2 separate regions of the Ovis aries genome follow, and region 1 is linked to region 2. The links are chromatin contacts, called in public Hi-C maps. All regions are on one chromosome and are shown on one strand. Each heading gives the region's core, a stretch centred on a gene start, on an enhancer-like site or on the middle of the called end of the contact. The rest is flanking DNA. Distances are from core to core; before and after follow the strand shown. Region 1 holds the start of CTIF (cap binding complex dependent translation initiation factor). Region 2 overlaps LOC105604510 (a long non-coding RNA gene).

What was found. A called contact is a pair of places that touch in the nucleus more often than the background predicts.
Region 1: a contact with region 2 is called in a Hi-C map of hypothalamus, with 1.9 times the contacts expected there. The contact joins the promoter of CTIF here to the enhancer-like site in region 2. A contact is called at or near these places in 2 of 16 Hi-C or Micro-C datasets (hypothalamus and skin fibroblasts).

What each region holds. Positions count from the first base shown.
Region 1 is chr23:48,543,822-48,548,791 of ARS-UI_Ramb_v3.0, reverse strand. CTIF (cap binding complex dependent translation initiation factor) reads right to left here and starts at 1,892. Exons shown (of 13, transcript XM_060405512.1): 1 at 1,597-1,892. It overlaps LOC105604510 (a long non-coding RNA gene), which reads left to right and starts at 1,931. Exons shown (of 6, transcript XR_006057796.2): 1 at 1,931-1,976; 2 at 2,915-2,996.
Region 2 is chr23:48,507,592-48,512,538 of ARS-UI_Ramb_v3.0, reverse strand. The region is part of intron 4 of LOC105604510 (a long non-coding RNA gene); the gene reads left to right. Among named protein-coding and RNA genes, the nearest start is that of CTIF, 37 kb to the left of the region's middle. Within about 2 kb of position 1,503, at least 10 of the 54 cell types and tissues checked have an H3K27ac peak or open chromatin away from gene starts, as enhancers often do. A contact at or near this core is called in hypothalamus, where this site is marked.

The DNA of each region.
Region 1 (4,970 bases), core at 643-3,142, 36 kb before region 2:
CACACGACTACGAGCCCCGGCGGGACCGATCCCCGCGGGGGCTCGGGGCCCAAGCGCGTCCCCACTACGCATCGGTCTGCGGTCCCCGCCCCGCGCACGCACGCCAGAACGGTGTGTACACACACAAACAGCTGGGCGGGGGAGGCGACGCCTCACTCCTTGAGTGGGGATGCACAGCGTGCCGCCAACCACCCCTCCCCTTTACACGCCGCACCTCCCTCTCTGTTCACACCTGCCCCCCCCCCGCAACACCAACCCTGAAAACTCCGCGAAGCCAAACAGCCAACGCAGCCCAGAGGGGCTCAGACCTCCACCACCTCCCCTCCACAACTGTCATTTAACATCAGAGGAGAGACCCAACTCAGATGCGCGGTCCCCGGGACGCCTCCCCCAGCGGTACCCTGGCTCCGACACGCGGCCCTCCGGGGCACCAGATCTCCGCTGCAGCCGAGCCACCGCCCCCCTGCCCGCCGCCCACCACCTCCCTCCCCGCCCCCACACACACCCCACCAGGACCCGCGTCTGAGACAGTCACCTGCTCGTTAAAGAACCCGAGCCGGAGCCCACTCCGCTCCGGCCCGGGTCACCAGCCACCGCGAGCTGGCTTTTCAAAGCCTGTCAACTTAACCCTGACTCCACCGGACAGGTCTGTTCCCCAGGCCCGATTACACCGCGGCGGCAGGAATAAGAACGTAAAAAAAGAAAGGAGAATCACTGCCGTGGGGAAGGTCCAAAGCTGCGACCGCAGTGGAGCCAGCGATCCGGCTTTCTCCTCTGCTCCCATCCCCGCCCCGCGCCCCCCGCGCGCGGTCCGCGGGCTCACCAGGGACGGAGGGAGGGTGCAGCCTGTCTAGACGACAGACATCTCCGCGCCCGCGGGGACGGGCGCGCACACACAAACACACACACACTCACACGCGGCCGCTGCCACAGACACAATCGGTCGCAGGAGGACGGAGGGGCAGCGTGAAGACACTCCCAGGGTCCCTCCGGGAGCCGCGAGCGCGGCAGCCTCCGGCCCTTAGCCGCCACCCGGAGCCGCGCTCCCTACCTCCGCCGACTACGGTCAGAACAGCTGCAAGTTTGGCCGGTTCGTGAACCAATGCAGCAAATGCGGGCTTCACAACAAAAGGGAGAGGAATCACGCTCGCTCGCTTGCTTCCTCCCTCCGGGTCGGAATCCGGCACATGACAGCGGCTACACCGCGCGGCTCCAACCGTGCACCCCCTCCTCACCCCACGCCAACAGAGCCCCCCTCCTCACCGGAGCTCCAGGGCCACGGCTCCCCTACTGGCGGGGAACCGGCTGAGAAGGGGCAAACCTGGGGAGGGGGCGCGATCTCACAGTGCCGTCCCCGACAGAGGCGGGGACGCAGGATGGGCGCGGACGCCTGGCTGCCCGGGGCGCAGGGTGGGAGGAGGAGGTAGGGAGGTAGGGGGCTAATTGTTTGGGGCGGTTTTCCCGGATTTATCTGTAAGCACGCACACGTCACAGAGCCCTTCCTCACCGGTCCCGGAATCGACCCGCAACGAGAGATGACTACAGGAGACGGGGGGGTTGGGGGGGGAGGCGGCGGACGGTGGGGGAGATGCTCACCTCGGGGTTCCTCAGGCCGCCGCTCCGAGCCCGAGTTGGGGGTGGGGTGGGGGGGGGGGGAAGGGGGCAGGGAAGGAGAAGGGAGGGAGGAGGCTCGGGAGAGCCGATCCCCCGCCCCGAGTTCCGCGCGTCCCGGCGGCTAAGGGGGGGGCCTCCGGCGCCCCAGCGCACAAACCCAGCCGAGAGGGGAGGGAGGGAGGGAAGGGAAGGAGGGAAAGAGGGGCGGGCGGGGGGAGGGAGCAGAGGAAGGAAAAAAAAAAAAATGATCCCTGCTCTGACACAGGGAAAGAGAATGTGGGAGGGTGTCGTCCAGGCTCCGCCCTCCCCTCCGGCCACGTGCAAAGACATGAAAGGAACGAGGACGGCGGGAGGCCTGCTGGGTAATGTAGTTCGCCTTTCTTTCCCGGGATGGCGGGCCCTGGAGAAGCGGGGCGCCGCCGTGGCGCGGGGGCAGGCCGCCCGAGCCGCCCAGATAGCAGATCGAGCCTCGCCGAAACCCCACGCCCGACGGCCGATCCCCACCCCACGCCCCGCGCGCTGGCGCCGCCCCGCGTGGGGACCTCAACTGGGGACTTGGGCGAGGAGGGAAACATTTGATTTTAGGGACCGGACGGCTTTAAGGATGAGGACTTCCTTGCTCTTAAGTGCTAAGTCTGTCCTAAGAGCAGATGAAAGGGAGCGTTGTGTACTCCCTGGGCGGCCCAAGGGCAGTTACTAATGCTCTATTAAATGCTACCGTCTGTTACTGAGATGCATATGTTATAATTAACATTTGAACATCTCAGTGGCAGGGGCGGGATGTTGTAATTAGATATGCACTTTGCAACCAATTAATTTTCCATTGGCCATGCTAAGGGCTAAGGCAGGGGACTTGGTGGACAGGAGAATTCAGCGCAGAGGGTAATTCAGTAATCACTTTACCGAATCACCAGTGTTTTCCAAGTACCTGTTAGGTGCTGGGCACTGGGCTTAGCACAGAGAAGCCTTCTGGAGAAATACATGATGCTGTACACCTTCCAAGCAAAGGAGTTATGAACTCCCTTAAACTCATGGAAAGGGGTTATAAACTCATGGAAAGGGGTTATAAACTCATGGAAGGACTTGTGGGACATGGTATAGCTGCTGAAAAAAATTGTTTATAAATTCATATAACATTTAGTGAGCACTTTTCACAGACAGAACAGGTCTGGGGATGCCAAGACTGGTGAGACCCTCAAGGAATTCAAAGTCTAGCATTAAGGACTGCAGTCAATGAGGGTATAGGGGATAAGTCCACACCTAACATAGGTGTAGGCATAACGTGCTGTGGAACCCTCAGGAGGAGCAGCCAGCCAGGATGGAGCACGGATGCAAGAAGGAGAGGATCAAGGAAGGCTTCCTTGGAGGAGGCAGCGTGTTAGGTAAGAATTACTAAAAAATGTTAACAAAGGCAAAAGAAAGAGTTGGCCTCTGAACAAGGCTACAGGGTACAAAGGCTCCAGACAGAGATAAAAGAGCAAATTCTGAAAGTCCTAGCAATTTGGCAGTGCAAAAGGGAGACTCCAAAAGGGGGGGTCAGGGATGAAGGATGGGTCTAGAGGGCAGAGGAGCCTGGGATGGCTTTTCACCAGGGGTAGGGCTTGCAGTGGGCCTTGAAGGAGGAGTGGGATTTCTTTGAAAGCAGAGGGCATGTCTTCTTGGTATGCGCCAAGCCATCAGAGGAAAGCAAAGCAGCATCTGCAGCCACGTCTGGCTCTTTTGACTCTTTTGACTCTTGGGTCATCCCCTCCCTTCTAGAGAAAGGCAGCAGACCCATAGTCAGGCATTCATAAGAGGTAGAGTGGGTATCAGAAGCCACGCGAGGCCCAATCCCCGCAGAGAAGGAGCATGTTTAAGTACACCTGACTCTTCCTGCTGCTTTGTCCCTCTTAACATTTATGCCTCATTGGCTCAGCAGTTATTTTTGCGCTTTTAACATCTGCACAATTACCCGGGTTTACAAAATATGCACCAATAGTACCAGAGTCTATCCCCTCAGCAAATTCCTCGTCACCCACCTTTCGTTGTCAGTGGTGTTTTGCACATTGTGTGATAGGCCTGCTACTTCGAAAGGCAGAAGAATGGAATTGTCTGGGTCTTGGTTTTGCCTGTGCTGTAAATCACACCCCCAGAGGTAAGGAGAGGCTGAACGATGTGCAGAATGCAAAACACCCGTGGAGAGTGCTCCCTGGCCGTTTGGAGGCTGCGCCTGCAGTGAGACAGCCAGTGCTGACAGTGTAGACTCCTCAGTCAGCCTGGCCCCTGAGCCTGATTTCCAGGCATGACACTTCCTGGATCTGGGATCTTGGGCTGTTGACTTAACCTCCAAATGAATGACCTTAGGTAGCTTATTCAGCACCCTTTTTTGGCCTTAGGAGGACCCATGGTGACAATGCATTTACCCTGGCTCTGTCTCACAGCAGCTCTCTATGATGGCTGATTCCTTTCCCTGTCCCAGGGTCTTTCTGGGCCAGAAGAATGACCCCTGAGGGTTTTTTTTTTTTTTTTTTCCCTGCAGTTAGGCCAGCAGAGCTGGTGCTGCAGGGAGAATTTCTTCAGGCGACTCATGTTCATGTGTGAAGTTGGTTAGGGTTGTATCTTCAAGGAACCTTCACGCAGCTTTAGTCGTCACCTCCCAAGGGCTCAGCTCTCCTGACCTGCCCTGCCCTGAACTCAAGGCCCCTTCACTAGATGATGTCTCTGGGCTCCCAGAGTCCTTCTTTCCACCCAGCAACACTTACCTACTGCTTTCTGTATCCTAGAGCCTGCCTCTGCTTTACCTCAACTAATACACCTTCATCACTAGATGATAAGACCCTCTTGGCATTCTCTCCTCCAACTCTGACTTCTTTGTCTTTTTATCTAGAGTTTTCTGAATCGGCCGCTGCTGGTGGGGACTTCAGGCTGGAATGGGAGTCTCTGAGAGGAAGACTCTATGGGTCACTCATTCTGGAAATTGTGGGTTTCCTCCCGTTTGGAAGGTCTGGGCTTTAATTAGTCCCTCACATGGCACCCTTCCTTCCCTGCTGTTGATCTATGTCCTACTTGCAAGCTTGGATCAGAGAGGCTGCTGGATGCAGAGTCAATGAACTGGCACTGGAATTGGTTAATTGTGGCAGATTTGAGTTACTGAGAGTTGCCTTCACCTGAATTGTCACCACATAGCCTAGAAATCAAAAGCCAGATTATTTTTCTCTGTCTCAAGTAATTGCTTTTCCTAATAAATACTTTCCTAAGATACTAGCAAAAGGAGGGAATTTCTTGGCAGTCCACTGGTTAGCACTCAGTGGTTTCACTGGCATAAGACAGGTTCAATCCCTAGTCAGGGAACTAATCAGGGAACTAAGATCCTGCAA
Region 2 (4,947 bases), core at 254-2,753:
TATTCACAGGTGGCTCCAGAAGATGGGGCAGCCTAATGAGTAATGAGGTAGCCAGCATTAAATACATGGTAGAAGGGAACTGCAGAGGCAAGAAGAAGATCTGTCTTGTTTCAGTGCAGACTGGTTCCAAAGAGTCATGACCCTGTAATGACAGCGTTGCTACCTTTTTCTCAGGCTTGTGATTAGTCAGGTGCCCTGAGAGTCGTGAACAGGAAGAGATGCTTCCTGCCCTGAACAGGAAGACATGGTGCTTGGATACGTCCAAAGAAAACTTTACGTGTATTGATAGGAGAATAAACAAGCATGTAAATACCAATTCTTGGCCCATTATCTAAATTCCCATCAACAAATCACTGTATCTCATGTAGACTGTGAAACTCGGAAACTAGTAGAGTTTTAAATTAAATTGTTTATACAGATGGAGCCCACAGAAAACATCTGCCAAGGCCACGTATGACCTAAGGACAGCCTTGCTTATACTCTCATGTCCTATCCTGAAAGGTTAAGCTGACACTGCCACACGGGACTCGTGGAAACCCACCTGGTGCTCATGCACAGCTGGGGAGTGCAGGAGAGGTCCACCACCCCACGGAACAAAAATGACCAGTGGTGGTTGGGAGCCTGGGAACAGATGCCCTTCTTCCCTCTTTCTTTGTTCACTTTCCTATGGCTGTTCAAATGGACTTGTGGGGCCAGTGCATTTTGGGAGACGCCTCCAGGGAACGTCATCCCAGCCTGACTCGACAAAGCCGAATTGAGCTGTGGTCCTCGCGTGCATAAAAGGAGGGGAAAATGATGGCAATGGGGTTAGGACCAGGCCAGGAGAAGTACCTGGAATAGAAGATTTGCTTCTCCCCCTGGGTGGTGGTTTGAGCTGCCTCTCCACCCTCGTCAGGGACTTCCAGAGTTGGAGGCTGGGGCTGGAGAGATGCTCTCTGGGGATCTTCTGAGGTGTGCTGGAGCGGGGGTGGGGTAGGAGGCAGGGGCAGCACCCTGGCTCCAGCACCGTCTTTCTCGCAGGGCCCCACTCCCCACCTGCATGTGAAGGATGCTTCCTTCACTGTGCTGTGTCCCCTCTGCCCCTCCCGCCCCTCGCCCACCCCCTTGTCCCCGTCAACTTCCTGGTTTTAGCCAAAGCCTGACACGTGGCGGGACAAACTTTCCGCAGTGGTTTCCGAGAAGAGTGGGGCCCTTCTCTTAGGTGGCAGGGACGCCGTGCCTCTGCTCTAAGCTGCGCTGCCTTCCCATCAGACCCTGCTCCGACAGCCTTTTGTCTGCTGCTTTCGTTGCTGCCAAGCTTTCGCCATGTCCTGCTGGGCCTGATGAACAAATCTGGGCCCACTCTTCTCTTTCTGACCAATAGGAAACGATCTGAGTGCCAGCGAGGAGGGAGATGGTTCCTTGCCAACGGTGGGGGTGGCAGAGGCGGAGAATCCTCCAGCTGGGCAGTTGGGACTGGCATGCAGCATCCCGCTGGGCCAGCTGCAGGGGTTCCAGATGGCCAGCCCTGGCTCTGTCTGTCTCCGCTGCCAGCTTTTGTTTACGTCCCAGCGTCATCCCTCTCCCCGTCAAACACATGCTGAGTGTCCTGGCACACCCAGAGCTGTGGCAGGAGGCTTCTTGATGGAGATGGCCTTTCAAGACACATTTCTCTTTAAAAAGTAGGACAGATGAGACAACTTTATTGTGGAAAACAGTTAAGGCCAAAGGGAATTGGACTACATAATGTCTGTTGACAGCATCTGGGTATGTCAAGTAGGAATCCAATCTTCTAGAAAGTAAGAATGTGTTTATAACAGCATGTTCGAAATGAAGACTAACCTGGAAACTCTAGATTGGATGGTTTACAGTTCCTAGAAATCCTTAGTTGGTTAAAACGTCCAGTGCCATATGATTTCATGGATATGAAGTCCATCCTAAAGGAGATCAGTCCTGGGTGTTCATTGGCGGGACTGATGTTGAAGCTGAAATTCCAATACTTTGGCCACCTGATGCGAAGAGCTGACTCATTTGAAAAGACCCTGATGCTGGGAAAGATTGAGGGCAGGAGGAGAAGGGGACGATAGAGGATGAGATAGTTGGATGGCATCACCAACTTGATGGACATGGGTTTGGGTGAACTCCAGGAGTTGGTGATGGACAGGGAGGCCTGGCGTGCTGCGGTTCATGGGGTTGCAAAGAATCGGACACGACTGAGCGACTGAACTGAAGTTCAAGAACAGGCAAAATTAATTGAGGTGAGAAGTCAGAATTGTGGTTACCTATGGGAGGAGTTGACTAGGAAGGGGTAGGAAGGAAACTTTTAGAGTGGGGGAAATGGTCTTTATACGGACCTGGGCAGTGGTTACATGAGCTGTGCTGTGCTTGACTGCTCAAGTCAGTCGTGTCTGACTCTTTGTGACACCATGGATTGTAACCCACCAGGCTCCTCTGTCCATGGGGATTCTCCAGGCAAGAACACTGGAGTGGGTTGCCATGCCCTCCTCCAGGGGATCTTCCTAACTCAGGGGTCGAACTGAGAGGGTAAGAGGCGGGAAGGCCAGGGGTCTCCAAACGGAGGAAACAGACTGCAAGTGTCAGACATTTTTTTTTTTCATCTCTCCTGATGGAGAGATAAAGCAGCAGGAGGGAACAAACTACAACTGTCAGATTGTTTTTTCCTTCTCCATACAAGATTAAAAGGAGGTTCCTCTTAAAATTCTGTGTTGCCATGATGACACCTGATTCCACCTGAACTTAACTTTTCTCAAACCTTGAGCTCACCGATGCGTTTTCCTTATGGAAATGCTTTTCTTAAGCGATGTTAATGAAACTATGTATTTGCTTTGGAATTTGCCTTTTTTCAAATGGTTCCACCTAAGACTAACTTTTTTTCCTCAAACCTTGCGTTGATAATAGCTCAACAAACCAGTATTCAGATCAATTTTTTTATGGCTGGGGGATGACACACCTCATCCCATCCTATCTCAAAAATGTAGATTGTGGGAGAGGGGCCTGGTGAAACTCCCTCAGCCGTGAGATGTCTCTCTTATCTGATGAATAGCTTTCTAAGACATAAAACATCTGGCTAAAGGCTAGTGGGGTGGGGGGCACTCTTTCTGCCTCCTTCTGATGTCTATCAGAAGCTTTGTCTGTCTCTTTTATACTTTAATAAAGCTCTGTCACACAAAAGCTCTGAGACTGGCCCCAGACTGAATTCCTCTCCTCCGGAGGCCAAGAATCCTGGCATCTTTCATGGCTCAGCAGCAACCTTTCAGAACCCAGGTCTCCCACATTGCAGGTGGATTCTTTACCATCTGAGCCACCAGGGAAGCCCAAGAATACTGGAATGGGTAGCCGAGCCCTTCTCTAGGGGATCTTCCTGACCCAGGAATTGACCTGGGGTCTCCTGAATCACAGATGGATTCTCTACCAGCTGAGCTACTAGGGAAGCCCATAGGTGTATTCACATGTGAAAATTCATTGAGACAGATATACCCTTAAGGTTAGTGCACTCACTATGATGTGAGTATGATAAATCTCAATACAAAAGTTAAAACTTTTTTCCATTGCCTATTGTGGGTTAGGTACTGCTGGCCACTCGAAATACACGTTCTTATAACACAGACAGACAACCAAGCAGTTAAAATGTGACATAGTCAGTGTTGTTGGCAGGAACTACCGGCTTCTGGTCCATGTGCATTTTCTCTCTCAGTAGTCACAGAATCCTGACTCTTAGCTGGGAGCATTGCTACCCAGGATAAAGACTACATCTTCCAGGTTTCTTCACTTATGACTAGCTCCTGGCTGGTGTGATGTAAGGGGGCGTGCCAGTGGGATGTCTGGGGAGACCACAGGGAAGGGTCACCTTTGGAACCTGCCACCCCTCTCAGTGTCTACCGTGTGGACCAGAGGCTGCATTTGCAACTGCCATTTTGGGTCACGTGGTGACCTTGAGGATGAAATTTTGTGATGAGGATGTTGGAGAAGGAAGAGTGGATGACTTCATGGAGCTGCCACACTGGCCTCAGACTGCCCACCTTCGCAACAGGTTTTTAAATGAGTGAGTGAACCCTCGAGTGCTTGTCATTATGTTTCAGGCCTTTGTTTCTCACAGCCTAACTAATCACAGGGTGACATGAAAGACACAGGAAGGCACTGGCTCAGCAAGGATGGCCAGTTGCCATTGGCAACGACTTCTCAGACAAAGTGCCGCTGGAGCTGAGTCTTGAAGAAACTTGGCTAAGAGAGGTGATGTCTGTTAAAATGCTTTTGTGAGCGAGTCTCACCTGGGTAGGAAAATCCATTAAGGATTGTTCATTTCCAGTCAAATAGACATTCTCTTACCTTCAAGAAACTAATAATCTGATCTGCCTTTTGGGCAAGGAGCAACTAGAAATACTTCACTAGTACTGGTTATTTGAATAAATATTGATAAAATGAATAAGTCAAGCTTTATTGCTTCGTTTTATTTGGAATATACCCCTAATGAAATTAAAGCTCTAGTTTATGCTCAAAAGTCATTTCTTCTTTCTTAAAAAATATTTATTTATGTATTTATTTATTTGGTTGCACCAGAAGACTCTTTAGTTGTGGCCTGCAGGATTTTTAGTGGTGGCCTAAGGAATCTAGTTCCCTGACCAGGGTTGGAACTTGGGCCTCCTGCATTGGGAGCTCGGAGTGTTAGCTACTGGACTACCAGGGAAGTCCTCATTTCTTCTTTTTGTGAATTCAGAACTTACGGTGAAAGACTTGCAGGATCTCTAGTCTAAAAATTATAAACCATTACTGAGATATAATAAAGAAGATATACATAAATGTTTTTTGAGATGCTCATTATTGTTAATATATCCATTTCCCTCAAACTGAGGTCTTTCTCCATCAAATGATGCTATAACTTCCCTCTAAGTGCTGCGTTAGCTGCATTTTCACAAATTGCTGTTTTGTTTCATTTTCATTCCATGCAAA